Regions from separate parts of the Triticum aestivum genome. Here region 2 is linked to region 1. The links are chromatin contacts, called in public Hi-C maps. All regions are on one chromosome and are shown on one strand. The core of a region is the stretch at or near the end of the contact, and the rest is flanking DNA. Distances in the headings are between cores, read along the strand shown.

Region 1 (4,207 bases), core at 735-3,234:
CAAATGTTTGCTAAGGAAAAGTCCTTGCAGAAAAGAAGAATCGGAAGCATGTTTTCTATCTTCACAAGCAAGTCGGCGTCTGTAAAGCTTCGTCGGAGCCAGTCCAGCTCTTTCAGAGCCAAAAGGTGAGCCGGAAGTCAGTGTATGTTTGATCGAGCACACTCGCTTCTCTCACAATTCATATAATCATTAGAAGCTCAGAACCAGTCATGCCAAAGATATGAAGTGGAACTCATTTGCAGGCAAGGAAGCTGAGAAGCTGAGGAACCAGGACGCCAATGGTTTGGAGCAGTTTGCCATCGAGAGAACTAGGGCTGCCATCAGGGGCCTCTAGACCAAGCTCAAAATCTCCCTCGTGCCTCCATCAACACCGTGTCCCGGAGGGTCGTCGCCGTCCGCGACGACGAGCTACTGCCGGAGCTTTGTCAGCCGCACGGTTAGAGGGAGGCATCAAGGACCTACCACCACTGCCGGGGCCGACATGCGTGCAATTTCTATTAATGAATCTTATGTTGCCAAACAACAACATGCTCCTGGCGATGCTATATCGTTGTGGGTGTGGCATTTCAGTTTCTTCCTCAGGTGATGTTCCAATATAATAAGTTCCATCAAGAATTGCATGTACATGCGCTGCTATCCTGATCCAAAAAGGAAACTAAAAAGGACGTTCATCTATCTAGCACCGCCCAGATGCCCCTCAAGCGGCGCGCCACGGGTGCGCCCCAACTACTAGTCCTCATCGAGGGTCGCGGTGGGACGTTGGCATTCATTTGCCACCATGCGCTCGACCTGTAAGGTGGCAGTGAGTGGAGGTCTGCTCCATAGTCGGTGTTGGTCCGTGTGGTGGCCACTCCGGTCGGCCCGGGGCGGCGCCCTATCTATGGATTGTGGTGGCCATCAAAAGATCTTGTGAGAGCTTCTGTCTCTCTCTCTCTCTCTAGATCCGGTGGTTGCCGTCGGTGGCTTGTACTATCTACATTGCAGGATGCACCCGGAAGGCTCCTTTGTGGTGGTGAGGTGCAACTTATGAACAACTGCTTGAAGTAGAGGGTATGGTTATGGAGCGGCGGCGATGAGCTTTCTAGTGCATCGCATGTAGCTGTTGGATAGCGAAAAAATGGTAGCGACAACACATGATTCACTTTGAATTGGTGGTGCTTCTTGAGTATCCGGTCTCGAACTCAATGATAAAACCCCTAGGCCTGACCTGATTTAGTTATACCTGTCAATGACGATTTTTTTGTGTCATTACCTTGTTGAAGGTATTGCTCGGATATGCTCGGCCTTGTTCTTCGAAGTGAAAACTTAGAATATGACCTTTGGTGGTTGGATCCAATGACGGCGGCGCTTGAGCACCGTTCTCTTTCTGAAGAAGTTGTTGTTGAAGAACTTCCCTGTCCTTACATGTCAAGAAATTGTTGGTGCCCAAATAGTCGCAAATGTAGTTTTTTAATCGTTATTTTGTTCCCTTGAGGAATTATTTTTTTCATCGCTTAGACATAGCTTTGGTCTTGTGTGACTTTGTTATTTGTCGGTGTGTTTATTTTTTTATGTGTGTTGGTGTTGACTGTGTGCATTTTAACTATGCAAAGGTCGAATGTGTGGTCATGGTGTTTGTATCCACTGATACTTCATTTTGAATGAATAAAATTCACCCTTTGTCGGAAAAAAAAAATCAAAGGTCGTATTCTTAATGGAAATTGAAGAGGGGGCTCATTGTTATAAAGAGACCAATGCTGAAATAAAACAACAAATGCTGCAAGCATCTACATGAGCTTGAGGTTATGAGGACGCACAGTTGTTTTTCACCTGTCTGCTATTTTTATTTTCGGAATTAAGGCGTGTTTGGTTAACAAAACGAAGCCGATACAAATAGGGAAAGGGCCACACCACCCCACTCCCCACCGGGACCCCCCTACTCGCATGGCTGGCTATAGCCTATAGGCAACTGTGGCGCGAACGCGATGCGTGCGTGCCCACCACCGGAGGTAGGTCACGTCTTTTTCATGATGCCGTCGACGATTATCATCATTGCACACCCACACCACACGGCCAACTAGCTGAAGCTCTTTCGAAGTTTGACGAAGCGGACGCTGCTGGTCCGCACCTACGGCACCATCGCCAGGGAGAAACACCTGAGGTGATACTCTGGTTTATCTACGGCATCTCCAACGCCAATCCGTAAACCGGACACGGCATCCCTCTATGGGCCAGACACCGATGCGGAAAGTAGCATTCCAAAGCTATCCGCATATGTTGGTTTATATTTTTACCAAAATTTAATAAAATTAATAAGTATAATTTTTTTATGGATATGTAAAGTTTGTGTATCTTTTGTTGATAGAAGAAGTTGGAATAAGAACAAGGATACAACACATGCACAATTAAACAACCCAGATGATATTCACATATACTTGGATAATTTTTATATAAAGCAGGATGGTTTTCGACATATTTGAATTAGACCGGACTCTAACCTAGCCTAAAATGACCGCCAATGCCCGTTCCCCATCTCCGGACGGCCATGAGCCCGGGAAAATGAATCTCCGCATCCGCCTTCGCAGCCCGCCAGCAGCTAATCGACCGACGATGATGAGCCCGCCAAGCTTGGCTTCAGCGGGACCGAAAGAGCAGTGGCCTTCCTGGGACCCGAGCGCCGACAACCTCCCATGCTCTAATCTTCCCCGCTGCCAGTGGTGCCCTTGGACCTGCCAGTTTTGTGGTCGTGGTGGAGCTGGCAACGTTGTCCTCGTCCTCGCTCTTGCGGTAGACTTCGCCCGCCGCCTCGTCAATCTCCTTGAAGACGGCTTCTAGCTCCGCCTGATGCTGGCGGTACTGCAACAGCCGCGGCGGATGTCGCGGGCGGTGCGATAGGAGTCGTCCAACCCATCCTTCTCGGCAACGTCATGTCCGGCGTGATCGCCGTGCCGGCGGCGAGCTACTCCTCTGCGCACTGGTGCTCGTCGAGGAGACGGAGGTTGTACTCTTGGTCGACCAGTGCCTGCCGGAGCAAAAGGCCTGCCGCTCGGCCCACAACATTTCGTTGTAGTGAGCATGGGCCTGGCGCATGGTGATGTCGGCATGGACTAGATAGGAGGGTGGTGCCGACTCGTCGTCGGCCATGTTCTCCATTGGAACGTATGCAACACCGACCTCCGTCTACCTGTCGGCAGCAATGGCATCCATCTTCATCTTCTGCTCGGACGAGAGGCTGTCCCAAATGGCTTTGGAGCTCGAGGAGGCTATGGCGGGGGTGGTGTGGAGAGGAGAAAGTGAGCGGAGGAGGATGAATGCGGCTATGGCCGGGGCTGGAGTTTAAATAGTCGACGGATGGCGGGGTGGTTAATGGTGGGCGACAGATAGACAGACGAGTGGCACATGAGTAGGTTCCTCGGCAATCGCGCATGTCTAATGTAGGGAGGTGGAATGATGGGTTGTGTTTGAGCACGGAGGAGTTGTCTGCACCGGGAAACGACACGGGTGGCACTCTTGGTTGGCACGCCGCTTCAATGTTGGCTCAGAGAGGCCGCATCGCTCTGAGCCAGCATGAATGCGGCACTAGTGCTCTGGAGCGGCGCTGACCACTTCGGGCGGAAAGGGGCACGGGCGAGGGAGGGTGTTTTGGGTGGGCCAGAACAGTCAGAAGCGGGTGTGGCAACGGTTCGGACGCCTGCAAAGCCCCCCTCCCCCCCCCCCCCCCCCCCCCCCCCGCGGTCCCCCATCGTTTGTTTTCGGTTTGCAAGAAAAATGATGTCCGAACCGATACAGGCCCGCGTTGGATGTCAAAACACATCCGGACCGCGTGGTCAGGATGGTTTGAGGGTCGGCGTTGGAGATGCCCTTACAACTTGCTTTGTTGATGTTCAGGTCGTGTCTACTCCAGGGTAAGGGCAACTTCAATGAGAGTCCTTGACACTTTTTACCATTCAACTGGAGTCATCATGTTCGTGGTCTGGTTTGGAAGTCTGAAATCGGACAAGCGGCCGTCAAACTTAGGGAATGTTTGGGGAGTGCAGACACGTTGCGAACACGGCAACTCAATTTTGAACCTCACCTACTCTGCGGTCTGTGTACATGTCTCCGCATGCTTGAGGATGTATGCATTGGTTACTCCTGTTGGAGTTGCACTAACCCTCATAAGAGCTTTGATCAGTCAACCAACTAGCCATTCTGTTTCAAGAAAAAAAAATAAGCACTAATTGAGCAA
Region 2 (4,207 bases), core at 1,119-3,618, 260 kb before region 1:
CAAAATTCAGAACATGTATTGTGCTTCAAATGAAAAGAATAAATCTACTATCTAGATTAGCCCATAATTGGTTCTTTTGTGACCTACGGCTGGGGACTGCAAAATCTGCCCCATGACTAATTTAGTTTTCAGTTGTCACCCTACGACCATGATCTGCCTTATCTGAATAATACTGGACGCCCTACAATCATAGTGATTGTTTGCCTTGATTTTGGTATGGCTGTTACCTACGGACAAAACCATAAAATATCTGCTAATAAAAAAATTATGAGTTAATTTATCTAAGAAAGCTGCATAATTTAATTAGAAACCATATTGTGGAAGCCTGGCAAGTTTAGTCTTGACTCGGCTTATGACAGGAAGCTATTGTTTCCTGCATACGACACTAACACCTTATATGTCAAAGAAGCACATTTTTCTCGCAAAGAAAGCACATATTCACGACAAGTTCACTGCCCCAAAACTTTAATTAATTTGTATTTGTTGCACCAAAATCCAAACAACATTTTCAGTCCCTTTAAGCTGTTGTGCCATTTTTTGCAGTGTTCTTCTACTTTAATACAAAATGACACGTTTGGGGGAGGAAAAAAACTGAATCTGCTCACAACTCCAATTCTTAGTAAATTAAAGGCTGATTTTTGTTTTGTTTAATTTTTAAAACAAAACCAGTCAATTTATTAAAAGGAAACCACCAGACACACGCACTGCAGAGCCTAGGGCTAAAACGTAGGTGGCAGGCTGGGCGGCCGTGCGCCACTGGGTAACTGGTTGATGTCGAGTTTCATTTTTAGTTTTATTTTGGGGGCAAATGTTCTGTTTAACTTCTGCTCCATGTTGTAAACTGTTTAAACTAGAGTGAACAACGGAAAAATAAATGCTGGTGCGCCAGTTCCACAGCAAACTGAGTAACTGACCATGAGTAGAAAAAAGTACTCGCCATACAGTTCAAGTACACCATATCGCATGCACCGGTTTCGTTTCTGAACAGAAAATTAGCTCTAGCAGCAACAGAAACAGTCTTAAGGTTGGCCCCAAAACCGATGTCTAGACAAAGCATGTATAGCGTCCGGTAATTCTAGCCTGGCCCATAGTAGTACTACTCCCTTTCATCCCAAATTCTTCTATTGGTTAGTACGTCCATATTGATAAAAAATTAGGCCAATAGGCAATAGGGCATTGAGTGGGCTACATGTGCTAATCGTCCTTCCATCCTGAAGGCACTTTAAAGTTTAGCCCAATTCGCAGCGATAGCAGGACGTACGGAACAGGAATTTATCAGTTTATAAAAATCGCGCTCGCTGCAACCGAGGCAAGATTCTCGCAGCGATATGCAGGAGGAGTGGGGAAACTTGGAGCCATGGGCCAAGTGGATGGATGGGAACGGCGCATCACGGGCGGAGGAGACTACTGGAGCAGAGGGGCTTCCGCCCCCCATTGGGCAGTGGCCGGCGAGCTGCGTGCGCCTGCGCCGCTACAGGAGTTGGCGCAGGGGGGCACGCGAAGATCCGTCGGATTTCTCGCAGCGAGAGAGTAAACTAGTGGGATTCCCACGCGCATTCCGGCCCCAACCAGGAAACAAGCAGCAATTATAGTAAACAAAGACAAGGCGAATTAACTAGTCGCGTAATCGGGAGGGGGAGCGGGAGCGGGTTACCTGGAGCTGGCGAATTCGTAGAGCCTGCCGCGGGGGGAGAAGACGACGAGGGCGACCTCGGCGTCGCAGAGGACGGAGAGCTCGAAGGCCTTCTTCAGCAGGCCGCCGCGGCGCTTGGAGAAGGTCACCTGCCGGCTCGTCGGGTTCTCTATCCGCTTCATCTGCGTCTTCCCCCGCACCATTTTCGCTCCTCTTCTCTTCTCTCCTCTCCTCCCACCACAAATCCGATCGAAAACCCAACCAAACCAGAAAAATCTCCCTCCTCCGATCAGCCGGCCTGCGGAACGAACACAAGAGGAGGAGAGGGGGAGATGATTAAATTAAAAGGTGGGTACTGTTATCCCAATTGGGGCGGCGAGGAGAGGGCGAAAAGTGGAAAACCCCAGCCCACCCACGCGAGGAGGAAGGGGATCTGGCCAGGACGGCAAGGGGAGACTGACCAAAAATGGCAAGCGCGGTGAGGTCGCTGCGGTGTAGGGTTCGGCCGTAGCTGGCTGCTGCTCCCTCCTCGCCCACCCACCCGACCTCGCCCTCCTTCCCCTCCTCCTCCACTTTGGCTTTCCTTTTCGGTCCCTGGCTGGCTGACGGCGTTGCCGCGACGCCGTCACCACTCACCAGTGGCCGGTGGGGAGGCACCGGGGCAAGGCAACAAGAGGAAAAAGGAAAGGAAATTTTGTGTGCTGATAGTGGCCTAGTGGGGTGGGGCGGGGCGCTCGGGTCGGTGGAGGAGCTGCCGTTTTATGGAGATCCTGGGCTGGGCAACAAACGGCAAAAATTTCCGTTGGGGGAAAAAGAGGATTTATCCCCGGCCCGGCGTCCATTGGCTGACCCTTTCCTGGACGGGAAAATAAAGGCGGTCAGGCGGGCGCTTATTGTTTTTGCGGTGAACCACCCTGGCCTGGTGCACGCACTATTGTAGGAGTATTTGGGCGCTGCGGTGGGTGGTGAATCAATTCCCTGCAGGGCGGACTACAAATTCGACAGCCATTCAATGTACCTGGGATTAGGGTTACGGTTCGTACAGTTTCATTTTAAGAATCCACCCGAAAAGAACATTTGCTTAATTAGGGGTGCACATCACACGATCTATGACGATGTTTAAGGCGTAATTGTACGTTGTGGTCCTATGATCTGGACCTAGGATCTGATCCGCCCCCAATGACCTCGCCTGCGATGCGCCAAGTGGGTAGTATCGTAAGTTAGTAATCCTAACATGGGAAAATACAAAGAAGAACCTGGGTACCGGTGCAGGCTATATTGTCGTCATAAACTTTTCTTTTTTGTGCTGAAGTCAAAATGAATCATTTCTTATCCAAACTTTTTATACGAGTAATACGTAATCATGTTTGATTCCAAAAAAGATTTATAATTTTTTGAACCTTTTTTGAATTATTAAATTTTTTGGCGCATATAGGATGCGCTAGAACCCGAGAGCACCAAGTTTCCGTCCTCCTAGCATCATATTATTTTCATAGTGCATAGTATCATAAGTTAGTACAGTACTATCTTAGATGACATCATTTATTATTTTAGATGACTCATATTAATACATTACAAACTAATTGCACATGCGTTGCGACGGGACATTGCATATTCTATTGGGTCAATGCCAATCGAGGCTGACATAAATCTTACGCCCACCATCTTGTAGATTTTGATAAAATTTGATTGGAGTATGGGTAGGGAAAGACAATAAAAGTTTTGATTTATGTGAGGTTTGGTAAGATTTGATTTGATTTGGGTATGGATACAGAAAGACATGTTTTTTTTAGCTGAGGTTTTGATTAGACTAGATTTAATTTGATTGAGTTGATGCATGACATGAAGGGGGGCATGGGGAGGGGCAGAGGGGAAGACAAAAGTAGAATGACCAGCATTTCTTTTAAACACAGTATGAACGCATACGCTTATACACTCGCCCTTATGAACACACACACACACATATCCTACCCCTGTGAGCACCTTCGAGAGACTGACTCAGCACATCATCTTGAGATTGAGGCGCCTTGGTAGTCGATAAAAACGTCTCCTACCACTAAACGCATATCACCGGGAGACCTGGAATAAATACAGGGAAATGCGATCACCAATGTCAAGTCCGAGACTTGAACCCTGGTGGGTTGGGAATATCACTGTCCTCGTAACTATCAAACCACATGTTGGTTCGCAACAACCATCAATCCTCTGATAGTAGAGAATTAATATGATACATCATCATGCGGTGATACCAATACTTCCTCTTTCCTCACTTAATACCATGACAAGTGGCAATATGACTAGTTGGCATTGCATGGGTTGGAGGGCCTGATAGGTTGCATGATACTTGTCATTATATTTTCACTATGGGAGGTCTTAACCTCACGCTTAGCACTGAAATTTAACAACAAACCTGGGTATTTGGCGTAAGAATAGAAAATGGATTTTTTGACTATACAAGTGAAAGATATAGATTGTAGTATACTTGTAGAGTTATTTTTGCCTTGGTTCCTCTTGCATAAGGGGACCGCCGCTAGCCCTGGTGAGCCTTGACGATGTGGAAAATGGGTGCATGAA

The links. A called contact is a pair of places that touch in the nucleus more often than the background predicts.
Region 2: a Hi-C map of an unstated tissue shows a contact between it and region 1, with 7 times the contacts expected there. The contact joins the promoter of LOC123105942 here to the enhancer-like site in region 1. A contact is called at or near these places in 3 of 5 Hi-C or Micro-C datasets (leaf and an unstated tissue).

Annotation. Positions count from the first base shown.
Region 1 is chr5A:680,467,673-680,471,879 of IWGSC CS RefSeq v2.1, reverse strand. No RefSeq gene overlaps it. Among protein-coding and RNA genes, the nearest start is that of LOC123105941, 42 kb to the right of the region's middle. Within about 2 kb of position 1,984, at least 3 of the 8 cell types and tissues checked have an H3K27ac peak or open chromatin away from gene starts, as enhancers often do. A contact at or near this core is called in leaf, where this site is marked.
Region 2 is chr5A:680,727,572-680,731,778 of IWGSC CS RefSeq v2.1, reverse strand. LOC123105942 (MADS-box transcription factor 50) reads right to left here and starts at 2,368. Exons shown (of 8, transcript XM_044528127.1): 1 at 2,095-2,368; 2 at 1,655-1,931. The coding sequence starts at 1,836.